3 separate regions of the Sus scrofa genome follow, and regions 2 and 3 are each linked to region 1. The links are chromatin contacts, called in public HiChIP or PLAC-seq maps. All regions are on one chromosome and are shown on one strand. Each heading gives the region's core, a stretch centred on a gene start, on an enhancer-like site or on the middle of the called end of the contact. The rest is flanking DNA. Distances are from core to core; before and after follow the strand shown. Region 1 has its middle 160 kb from the start of TOMM20. Region 2 has its middle 15 kb from the start of IRF2BP2. Region 3 has its middle 45 kb from the start of TARBP1.

Evidence for each region. HiChIP or PLAC-seq counts read pairs in DNA pulled down with a chosen protein or histone mark.
Region 2: an H3K27ac HiChIP or PLAC-seq map of alveolar macrophages shows a contact between it and region 1. The contact joins two enhancer-like sites.
Region 3: a contact with region 1 is called in an H3K27ac HiChIP or PLAC-seq map of alveolar macrophages. The contact joins two enhancer-like sites. A contact is called at or near these places in 1 of 47 Hi-C or Micro-C datasets (liver) and 2 of 2 datasets of contacts at active chromatin or transcription factors (alveolar macrophages and skeletal muscle).

Annotation. Positions count from the first base shown.
Region 1 is chr14:56,272,846-56,276,206 of Sscrofa11.1, reverse strand. No RefSeq gene overlaps it. Among named protein-coding and RNA genes, the nearest start is that of TOMM20, 160 kb to the right of the region's middle. Within about 2 kb of position 1,531, at least 29 of the 83 cell types and tissues checked have an H3K27ac peak or open chromatin away from gene starts, as enhancers often do. A contact at or near this core is called in alveolar macrophages and liver, where this site is marked.
Region 2 is chr14:56,529,635-56,532,943 of Sscrofa11.1, reverse strand. No RefSeq gene overlaps it. Among named protein-coding and RNA genes, the nearest start is that of IRF2BP2, 15 kb to the left of the region's middle. Within about 2 kb of position 2,048, at least 14 of the 83 cell types and tissues checked have an H3K27ac peak or open chromatin away from gene starts, as enhancers often do. A contact at or near this core is called in alveolar macrophages, where this site is marked.
Region 3 is chr14:56,622,525-56,626,032 of Sscrofa11.1, reverse strand. No RefSeq gene overlaps it. Among named protein-coding and RNA genes, the nearest start is that of TARBP1, 45 kb to the left of the region's middle. Within about 2 kb of position 1,997, at least 70 of the 83 cell types and tissues checked have an H3K27ac peak or open chromatin away from gene starts, as enhancers often do. A contact at or near this core is called in alveolar macrophages and liver, where this site is marked.

The sequences.
Region 1 (3,361 bases), core at 282-2,781:
GTTTTTTCTTTCTTTCTTTCTTTCTTTCTTTCTTTCTTTCTTTCTTTCTTTCTTTCTTTCTTTCTTTCTTTCTTTTTTCTTTCTTTCTTTCTTTCTTTTTTCTTTCTTTCTTTCCTTTCTTTCTTTTTTCTTTCTTTCTTCCTTCTTTCTTTCTTTCTTTCTTTCTTCCTTTTTTCTTTCTTTTTTCCTTCCTTCTTTCTTTCCTTCTCTCTCTCTCTCTTTCTTTCTTTCTTTTTCTTTCTTCTTTCTTTCCTTTTTTGTCTTTTTAGGGCCACGCTCACAGCATACAGAGGCTCCCAGGCTAAGGGTTGAATGGGAGCTGCAGCTGCCCTCCTACACCACAGCCATGGCAACTCTGGATCTGAACCTCATCTGCAACCTATACCACAGTTCACAGCAAAGCCAGATCCTTAACCCACTGAGCGAGGCCAGGGATCAAACCCAAGTCTTCATGGATAGTAGTTGGGTTCATTACCACTGAGCCACAACAGGAACTCCTTAGTCAGCTCTTAAACAGGGTTTTTTGTTTTGTATGTTTTTCCCCCCCGTGAGTATGTGTGTGTGTGTGGCTTTTTAAAACTGTGGTTTAAAAAAAAAAAAAAAGTTGATCTGTAAGTCACAGTGTCAGAACGGTCAGGGTGAGAGTAGGCACTAACAGGAAAGCAGGAAGCACAGTCTAAGTTGACGGGGTTAGGGAGGACTTCAGAATTTCCATTCAACACCCCAGCAGCAGTAGCACACAGACAGGACAGCCCAGACAGAGCCAAATGTCATTTTCTCTATCCTAACTTATTGATTTCTGGGGTACTTCGGAAGAACTCAGGGGAGGGTGTGGGGTGTCCACGGCTGATGATTTTCATTGTTCTCACAATTATCGTGTGTTGGGGGGGTGGAGGAGAAGGCTGCTGAGGGGAACCAGAGAGCACATGAAAACGATGGCTGGATGCAGAGAAACCCCAGCACCCAGAGCAAACCCGCCTGCACCCGTTCCTCCCACGGCGGTGTTTTCAAAAGTAGCCTCTTCATTTACTTGGAAGAGACTTCATACCAAAAATATAAAAAGACACCATCCCATCCGCCATCAGCCCAGTCATCTTGACTCATCAGCCCAGAAACACAGCTGTGGCCAGGGGGCTGCACCCCCAAAATCACCGTCCCAGAGCCTGTGACAAGTCTGTGATGACAGAAGTGTAAATCACCGGAGCTGCGTGGAACCTCTCCACGCAGATGTGCAGCCCCGCTAGATGTCAGGGCACGTGGGGGACATGCGGAGTTCAAGGTCCCTCCACAACCCTGAGAGAGAGACTTGGCCCCCCCGGGGATGTAAAGGAAGCCGCTGCTTCTTCAGAGTTCTATTTTCCATTCTGCTACTTCAAAAGGGCTTTGGGTGTTCATTGTGCTAGTTGTTGGTTTTTTTTGTTGTTTTTTTTTTTTTTTCTTTTTTTTTCAGGAACACTCATTACAAAACTGAAACCAACATCACAGAACAATGAGAAATCACCACCCCCTTCCACAAGGTCAGAGTTGTGCACACACTTCAAATCTGAAAAATGTTTTGTGTGCGTGTGAAGTGACCTACGGTGGGCTTTCCCCAGCTGCCCCTCCCCAGGGGCCTTCCTTGCCAGTCTTGCCCTGGGGCAGGGTGCCCCCTGGACACCCCCCACTCATGGCCCTGACTGCTCAGCTGTCCTCCAAGGGCCTGACACCCGCTGTCTACTGGGTGTCATCACCCAAGGTCCCCCCACCTCCAACAGCTCCCCTCTGCGCCCCCCCAATTCCAGCCCCAGTCTGACCAGCCTCCAGCCCCAGACTCCTGCTGGGTCTCCCCCAGAGAACCTCCTCCATCAGATGCCCTCCCTCTCATGCCCACTGTCACCTGCCTGCCAGGCCCGTGTTGAAGTGGGATCATCCCAGAATGGCACCCCCCTTTCGAAGCTGCCCTCTGCCAGCACCCAACACCCAGCGACCTCGGCTCAAGCTGGCCTTCAGGGACTCCCCACCTGGCCCCAACCACTAAGATTCTCCAACCCAAAGTCGGGGACGTCCTCATACACTCCTTGGGTAGCTCTTCCCTCACCCCTTCATCTGTGTCTTAACCCCGCCTGGACCTTCCTCTCCCTCTAATCTGCTCACCCAGCTGCTCTTCAAAACCCAGTTCAAGTGCACCCCTCCCCCGTAACCGTCCCCCACACCCCGGCCACAATCTCTCCCCTCCCCAAAGCCCCACGTCCCTCACTGCCTGTGCCTCTTCTCCCTTTACAGGGCGACAAAGGGTCAGGATTCTAAGGCATTGAGGTGACTCTTTCCTGTCCTCCCTCAAGGCCCCTCTCCAGCTCATTTTCAAATACAGAAAAAGTTTCCCCTTCCTCAAAACACTACCGTTCAGATATTTGTCACAGGAGACCCAACACGTCTGCGAATCTGCGATGCGTGGGGGCCCCTAGGACTGTGGTGCCAACCTTCCCCGCCCACAAGTGGTGGCCTGCCTGCCCCTCCCCCAGCCCCAAGGGGCAGGGTGGCTTTCCCTAGGGTGTGTTGAACTCCAAGTTCAAGTTCTTGTTTCCTCAGATCTCAAGGAAACTTGCGAACAGGGAACTAAATCTTCAGCAGGCCCTGCATGTTGGTGCAGGGTCTGGGCAGCGGGGGACACTGGCCGGTGGGGCTATGGCCCATGTGCCCTCACAGTCTGACCCACCAGCTCTGCCCCACAGCCCACAGGTGGGACTGCAGCCATCCTGGCCTGGCTGGTGCCCACCCAGCACCTACCTAGCTCATCCATGCTGCAGAGGCCAACCAGGGCCATCCTGGCTCACACCCTCCACATCACAGGTTCGATGCCCCCAGAGGGCATCAGCCCCCAACACACATACACCACCTTCCTTTGCCTGACCAGGTTCTGCTGACAAGGCTTCTTCCCAGGCTGGGAGATGCCAGTGTCGCCGGCCCTCACAGTGAAGATGTTTACGACAGCAGGCACTGGGGCGCTGGGCTCCCAACCAGGCTGGGTCACCTGCCCCTATTTGGGATGACTTTCACATCATCCGGGGACCAGTCTGTGGCATGATGACTCTGCCATATTTTGGCTTCTCTGGGGGCTTCACCACTGGGAGTTGAGTGGGGTTGGGTTTCCATTCCCTGGAGGTCTACTTGGCATCCCCAGTGCAGGTCCCTGACGGTAAGGAGATTTGGCCTGGGGTGGGATGGGGGGTCTGGCCTGGCTCAGCAGCTGAGCTGGGCATTTTACCCCACTGTCTGGCCAACCAAGCCTCCAGGAGGCAAGCCCCCAAGCTTTGGAAATGTAGGATCTGCTCTTGGGACCAACATGACTACAGAAAAGCTCTTCTTAGCCCCTCAGCCGGGC
Region 2 (3,309 bases), core at 799-3,298, 260 kb before region 1:
TGTAAAGAAATAATAATTTCCTCTAGAATGCTTATGAGTTTATATCTTTAAAAATGTGGAGTTCCCGTCGTGGTGCAGTGGTTAACGAATCCGACTAAGAACCATGAGGTTGCGGGTCCGGTCCCTGCCCTTGCTCAGTGGGTTAATGATCCGGCGTTGCCATGAGCTGTGGTGTAGGTTGCAGACGCGGCTCGGATCCCGCGTTGCTGTGGCTCTGGCGTGGGCCGGTGGCTACAGCTCTGATTCGACCCCTATCCTGGGAACCTCCATGTGCCGCAGGAGCGGCCCAAGAAATAGCAAAAAAATGTAACCAATACATACTTTTTAAGATGCACACAGATTGCATTGGAAAGGTGCATGTATACCACTTTTTATTCTCATCTCTGGCATCCATAGTGTAGGCAAAAGCTGGCACTATGATTTTTTTTCAGCAGGTAATAATTGTCTCCCTTCCAACTTTTCTGATGGATGTTTTACCACCATTTTCCTTAAGCTTAGAAGCAATAATTACTGTAGTCACGAAAATCGGGGCCTAACTTTATTACCCAATCATTATAACAATTATCTTTCTAGTTTTCTCTTTGTCTATGTACACACATTTCCAAGCACGTATTTTCATTACTGGACAGAGAAAGGCCAATAGGTCAGTTACACACACTCCATGCTGATAAAGCAATGTCATTAACTTATGATAAAAAAGAAGCCAATTACAAATTACAGCCCTTTATGCTTAGGTTGTGTTTTTCCTCTTAGGAACTCAAAGCAAAAACCAAGATGACCGTTTATGTATGTATGTCTCTGTATACATATATTATTAGTATAATACCGTATCATTATATATAATTATTATTCAAGTATATATTTTTTAATAATGTTAGGTGGTATGTTATTGATTCAGAATGAGCTTCCCATCCATCTGGACAAAGAGGGGAGTCTACTGGGCCTAATGGGAAAAGGCTTTCAGACCACAGCACTTGCTGAACTTCCAGAGGGAGAAAAAGTCATTTCTTCTCAAGTAAAGCTTTCCTCTCTGGGTGGCATCGGGGATGCAGAGACAGATATGGGCTGGAGACAAGCCAAATGCTTATTCTTTTTAATGGATGCAGAGTCCCCGCTCCCCCAACCCCTTCCCCCAGCCACCTGGCTCTATTTCACATGATGCTCAGAGCTCCCCATTCCTGACTACAGCCCCTGAAGTCGTGGGAGAGTAACTCATGCTCTGCAACGGGTGCAGGTTCTGCCTCTGCTGCCGTATCACTGTGTGAACACAGGCAAGTTGCTCTTCTGTACCCCGCTTGCTTCTATAAATGGATACAATGGCAAGTGACAGATAAATGTGAGCTTTACTGACATGCCCAGAGACCACTCACTGTGGGTAAATATCACCCAGCAATATAAGAGCGCAGGGCTGGAGTCAGAGAGCCGGGGCTCTCATTCTGGTTCTGCCACTTTTAGGAGCTGTGTGATCCTGGACAAGTTACTTAAACTTTCTGTGCCTCAATTTCCTTACCTGAGAGGTGGGTTTAAAAACGTGCTTCCTGCAGAGGTTCTAAGAGGATTAAATGGAACATGTCAAGTACCTTGAACAGTGTAAGGCCCAGAGGAAAGCCCTCCATCAACACTGGCTTTTGTTATGTTAGGTGTTTCCACACTAGGCTGAAGCAGCAGGAGCTCCTTTTGAACCAAACAGTCCTACCTCCTGTGGCCAGACTTCAGGATCCTACTTCAGGAACAACCCCAGCTACTTGCATCCCTTCACACCCACCACTCCGGGAAGTAGTTATCAACCAAAGCTGCCAGTGACCTCATTTTGACCAAGTCTAAGAGAGTCTTATCGCTAATCCTTTCTGAGTCATCTACCACTATCACTCCTTAAATTTTTCCTCACTTTGGCTCTTAAAGTAATATCCTGGACCTGCTGCATTTAAAGAGGTTAAGAACTTAAGAAGCCCCTATGCGTGTGTTTTATCTGCCCTCTGCCCACTCTCCACCCCCTGCTGGACTCCAGGCTGAAGTTTTCAGTGCTCAGTACACAGTATATGCTCAATAAACTGCCTTGAACTTTGGCATTCAAGTGCTTCCTCATCTCTGTCCCTTTGTGTTATTTTCCTGATATTTGACCCCTTGCTCTTCCTGGAATCTCTGCTACAGTGAAATAAACCCTTCAAGATCACCAGACGTATCCATCCTTTTCTTTATTTGAGGCTTGGAAATTCTTCATAGTTAAGTTGAACCTGTTTTATGTTTCCAATTTTTTTTTTTTGATGGACATTTTTAAGGTCTAAATTTTTTATTCAGAAAACAGACTTAAGAATTAAGCCCCCCAAATATAAAACCCACACACAATTCTTTTGAAAACAACTCTTTTTGGGTTGTACCAGATGCATTTTAACAAAGGAATCATATTCTCTGAGAGGTGGAACCCCAGAATCTGAAAAAAGGACAGACTGAACTTCTTTGCAGAGCAGATACTGACTCACAGACTTTGAAAAACTTAGGGTCTCCAAAGGAGACAGTTTGGGGGGTGAGAGGATGCGCTGGGGTTGTAGGATGGAAATCCTATAAAATTGGATTGTGATGATCATTGTACAACTACAAATGTAATAAATAAAAAAAAAGTTAAAAAAAGAACCCCAGAATAGGCATTTAAAAGATAGTTTCTGGGAGTTCCCTGGTGGCCTAGCAGTTAAGGATCAAGTGTTGGGAATCAAGGGCTCTCACTGCTGTGATTCAGGTTGTTGCTGTGGCATGGGTTTGATCCCTGGCCTGGGAACTTCCACATGCCATAGGCATGGCCAAAAATAAATAAATCAAGTTTCTGTCTCAAATACAGTAAAATACGATAAACATTGGTCCAGTTTCCCCCTGACTCTCCCCAGTCACACACCTCAGTTCAGGGTCACTTCAAGGGAACACAGTTTATATACCTATGGGAATCAAGGTTGATTGAACTGTTTCCTTATAACTTTAAAATTAGAGACTGACCTTCCTTTAGCAACACACACACATACATTTTCTGAAGTCAACTGTACATGATTTTTAAAAATTTTCCCGTTATTTCAGATTATTCACATGGTTAGGCACAGTAGGTTTCATGATGCTTTTAGGGACCCACGAAAACATTTTAATCTTAATTTCTTTTAAAGTCAGAAGGGAGAAAATAATGGAATAGTTAATTCAGTGTAGGTTGTATTTGTGTTTATGCCATTGCAGTTGTAGGATATAATTTTTACATGTTTTTTCCTTAATGCCCACAGCATTTCCAGGAACCACGGAAGTCATAACGCAGCCCTTGTAATGACAATGGAT
Region 3 (3,508 bases), core at 748-3,247, 350 kb before region 1:
TAGGCCCTTGAAAGCAAAAGCCAGATAGGACAGGCTGGCTTCGCCCTTTGCATGGGATTTCTGTTGACACGCAGCCCCAGGAAAGTGGAGGGAAGTCGTGCTGTTTCCACCAGCCCTTCCCCTTGTCTGCAGCTGCCCTTCCTGTCCCGCAAGCCTGGACCGTGATGACCGATGCATTCCCACCTGATACCCGGAAAGCTTTGTGCTCATCGACTGTCTCCTGAAATTTTGCCGGAAGTTCTCTGAGTGATGATAACAACAGTGACTGAGGTGTCTCCGAGTGCTTTCATGTCAGGCACTTGGCCAAATAGCCTGCAGACTTCCTCTTATTTAATCCTTACGATATTCCTTAAACTAACGGGTATGATGTCCATTTTCCAGATGAGGAAACTGAGGCTTAAAGAGGGTAAAGTCCTGCCCAGGATCACATAGCTCTCGAGTGGCAGAGCCTGGATTGCAGGAGGCTGGAACCTAACGTCCTGGCTTGGAACCAGAGTTGCTAAACTCAGCCAGCTTTGCACCATCTCAGCCGTCAGCTGATATACAGAGCTTGCAGGGAGGGAAGAGGTGAAGGATGAGGAAAACTTATTCTGGATGTAAAAGCCTGCGTGCAGGTTAACAGGCTCCTTTCCACTTCCTTATACGTGTCTATGTTATTTTCCCTCTTGGTTCCCAAGGCTAAAGGAGCAAGAGTCTAGTTCAAGGCTGCCCCAGAGCTGTTCAGGTTCTCTGCCTTTGGCCCCGCAGTGACCGCTGGGCTTCCTGTGCTGCCTCTCCAGTCCTGCCAGGGGATAAGTGCAGTCTGGGTCTTGCGTGCCGGGCCAGTCCAGGTGGAGGGCAGACAGGCTCTCCTGTGGGCACCCAGCAAAGCCAGGAGAAGTGAGATGTGTCCAGGTGCCCCTCCCCCTCCTCTCCTGAGTTGAACTTCATCCTTATGCTCAGAACCAGGCTGCCCACAGTCTCAGTGGTCCTCGAGCATCACACTCCACTGGAAAGCGCACTGACCGCACAAAGAAGACCAGCTTCTGCCCCACCTGGCCCTTCCCCTGAAGGAGAGCAGGCAGCTATGCTGAGATAGGCTCAGGCCAGGGAGAGAGACCTATTCTCCTCCTAGGCCTGACACCAACTTGGCCACACCAGCAAACTCATTCAGCTTCTCTGGGCCTCGGATTTCTCATTCTTAAAACAAATGATGATCTTGGGTTTCACTAAGTCTCTAAAAATTCTTTTCAGTTCTAAAACCCAGGGATTCTACACCTCTCCCCTTCTGGGCAGCCCCAATTCCCTTCTCCTCCGGTGAACCAGCGGGGACCTTCTTCAGTGGGGATGATGGCGGGGCTCCCAGGAGGCCGGACACCAAGGGAACAGGAACGGCAGGACAGAAGGGGGATTGTTCCGTCAGCTGGCAGAGGAGGAAGCAGAGCTCTTAGCAGCCCCCGCCCAGAGGCAGAGCCCGGGGCAGCAGACTCTCAGTGCTCTTGGCGTATTTCCGCCGGAAAAAACCCGCGACCCCCCACCAGCTGGTGGTGAAAGGCGCCCCTCTGCATTGGGTCTGATGCTCAGGCAGGCAGAAGTGGCTTCCCCCCCAAATCCTCCCTCAAAGTCACTTGCGATTAATTTAATTTCATAACCTACCTCCCACCCTACCCCCCAACCCCACACCAAATGACTTCTCTCCAAATTTACGATGTTCGAACTATTGACGGAGATTAACTGCTATAGCAACTGCACAACAGTCTGGAAGGTTATTGTGCAGTGGGAAGTCACTCAACTTCAAGGAGCTATGTTTACTTTCGGAAAGAGAAGGAAGGGATGTTAGCTTTGGCTATGGGACTCTTCAAAGTAAAAGATTTCAAGATGAAAGTGGAGATCAAGTTACCAGAACAGCAAATAAAGACCTCGGGAAAATGAGGAAATAGCTATCACGTGGGTAACGGGTGACAAATCTTTCTTATCTGTGGCTGGGGGTAAGGAGGGAACAACACTCAAGGTCACTGCCCACGTGTTCTTCCGTCTCACCCGCAGACTTTCTCAGAGCAAGGTCAGAGGGCGAATCATACATGGGGGCAAATTCCAGCCGGGTCTTTCAACCAGCCACTGTGCCCTGTGAAATGTCACACTGGAACAGGATAATTGGATGGTTTGGAGAAGCTGCAGAGGGAATCAGGGCTTTTCCCAAAGAAGATAAAAGCAGAGAAGCAGCGCCCAGCCTGAAACCAGCTGCCCCGTTTGTTCAAAAAACAGGTCTTCTAACACCGAGAAGCAGAAATCGAAACCTCTTTAAATCCCCTAGAATGTTTCGAACAAAACACCTATTTCATGAAAGAAATTGCATTTTAAAAGATCACGCCAACAGAATGTCCCAGCTGCTTGGTCACCTAAGTGTTTTTGGAAAAGGAAAAGAGCTATTCAGCATTAAAGATTCAGGAATGTCTGTTGACATATTAAGGAAACAACCTCAGGGGACAGCTGACAAGGCTCCAAGAAGCATTACCAAGGGAACGGTGACGCAAACGTGTTCCGTTTTTACAGGCTGGCGCTCCGCCAGGCTCCCTCGCCTGACGGCTGATGTCATGCTAATCCCTATCTGGGTTAGCGTCGCTTGGATATCAACTCAAGCGGCACAGTCAGCTGCAATCAATAGCAGGCTCCTTTTATAGAAGATAGTAAAGGAAAAAATACGTATACACAGAAAGAGAACTCCGGATTCCAGTGTGCTCAAACCTATACATTGTGCCAAAAATGGGGAAGGAAAAGAAATGAAGGTCCAATACAAATCTGGCAGTTCCTGTTGTGGCTCGGTGGAACCGAATCTGACTAGCATCCATGAGGACACATGTTCGATCCCTGGCCTCGCTCAGTGGGTTAAGGATCCGGCATTGCCATGAGCTGTGGTGTAGGTTGCAGATGCGGCTCCGATCTGGGGTTGCTGTGGCTGTGGTGTAGGCCGGCAGCTACAGCTCAGATTAGACCCCTGGCCTGGGGACCTCCATGTGCTGCAAGTGCAGCCCCAAACAAACAAACAAAAAACAAATCTAAGCCACACCTGACATAGTCAGGGTCTTTTCTGTAGAGTAAGTCCTATTGTTGATGAAAGATACTACTATTTCATGATATTAGTTTTTTGTGTGTTTTTTTAGCATAACTAAGATGTGCCTAATTCCCAGTTGAGCTAAATGAGGATGGAAGAAAACAGAAGACATTAGGTGGGAATGTGAAAATAATGATTTTTTTCATTATTGAACAAATGGGCTGATTCCTTTTAAACCTATGCGTGAAATATTGCTTTTCAAAAATTTCTGTCTTCAAGACCACTGCTTTTCAATTATTTTAGAATAAATAAGGAGAAGAAGAATTATGCAAATTTTCATCAGGCTTGGATTGAATGCGTATGTCAAGTGTCCTCCGTAATGCGCTGTGGGGCCACTTTGCATTTTCTTCCTCAAGCATGGCAATTTTAACTGTCCAAGAGTGATAAAGAAGAACCCATTTTAAAAACTCACTTCAA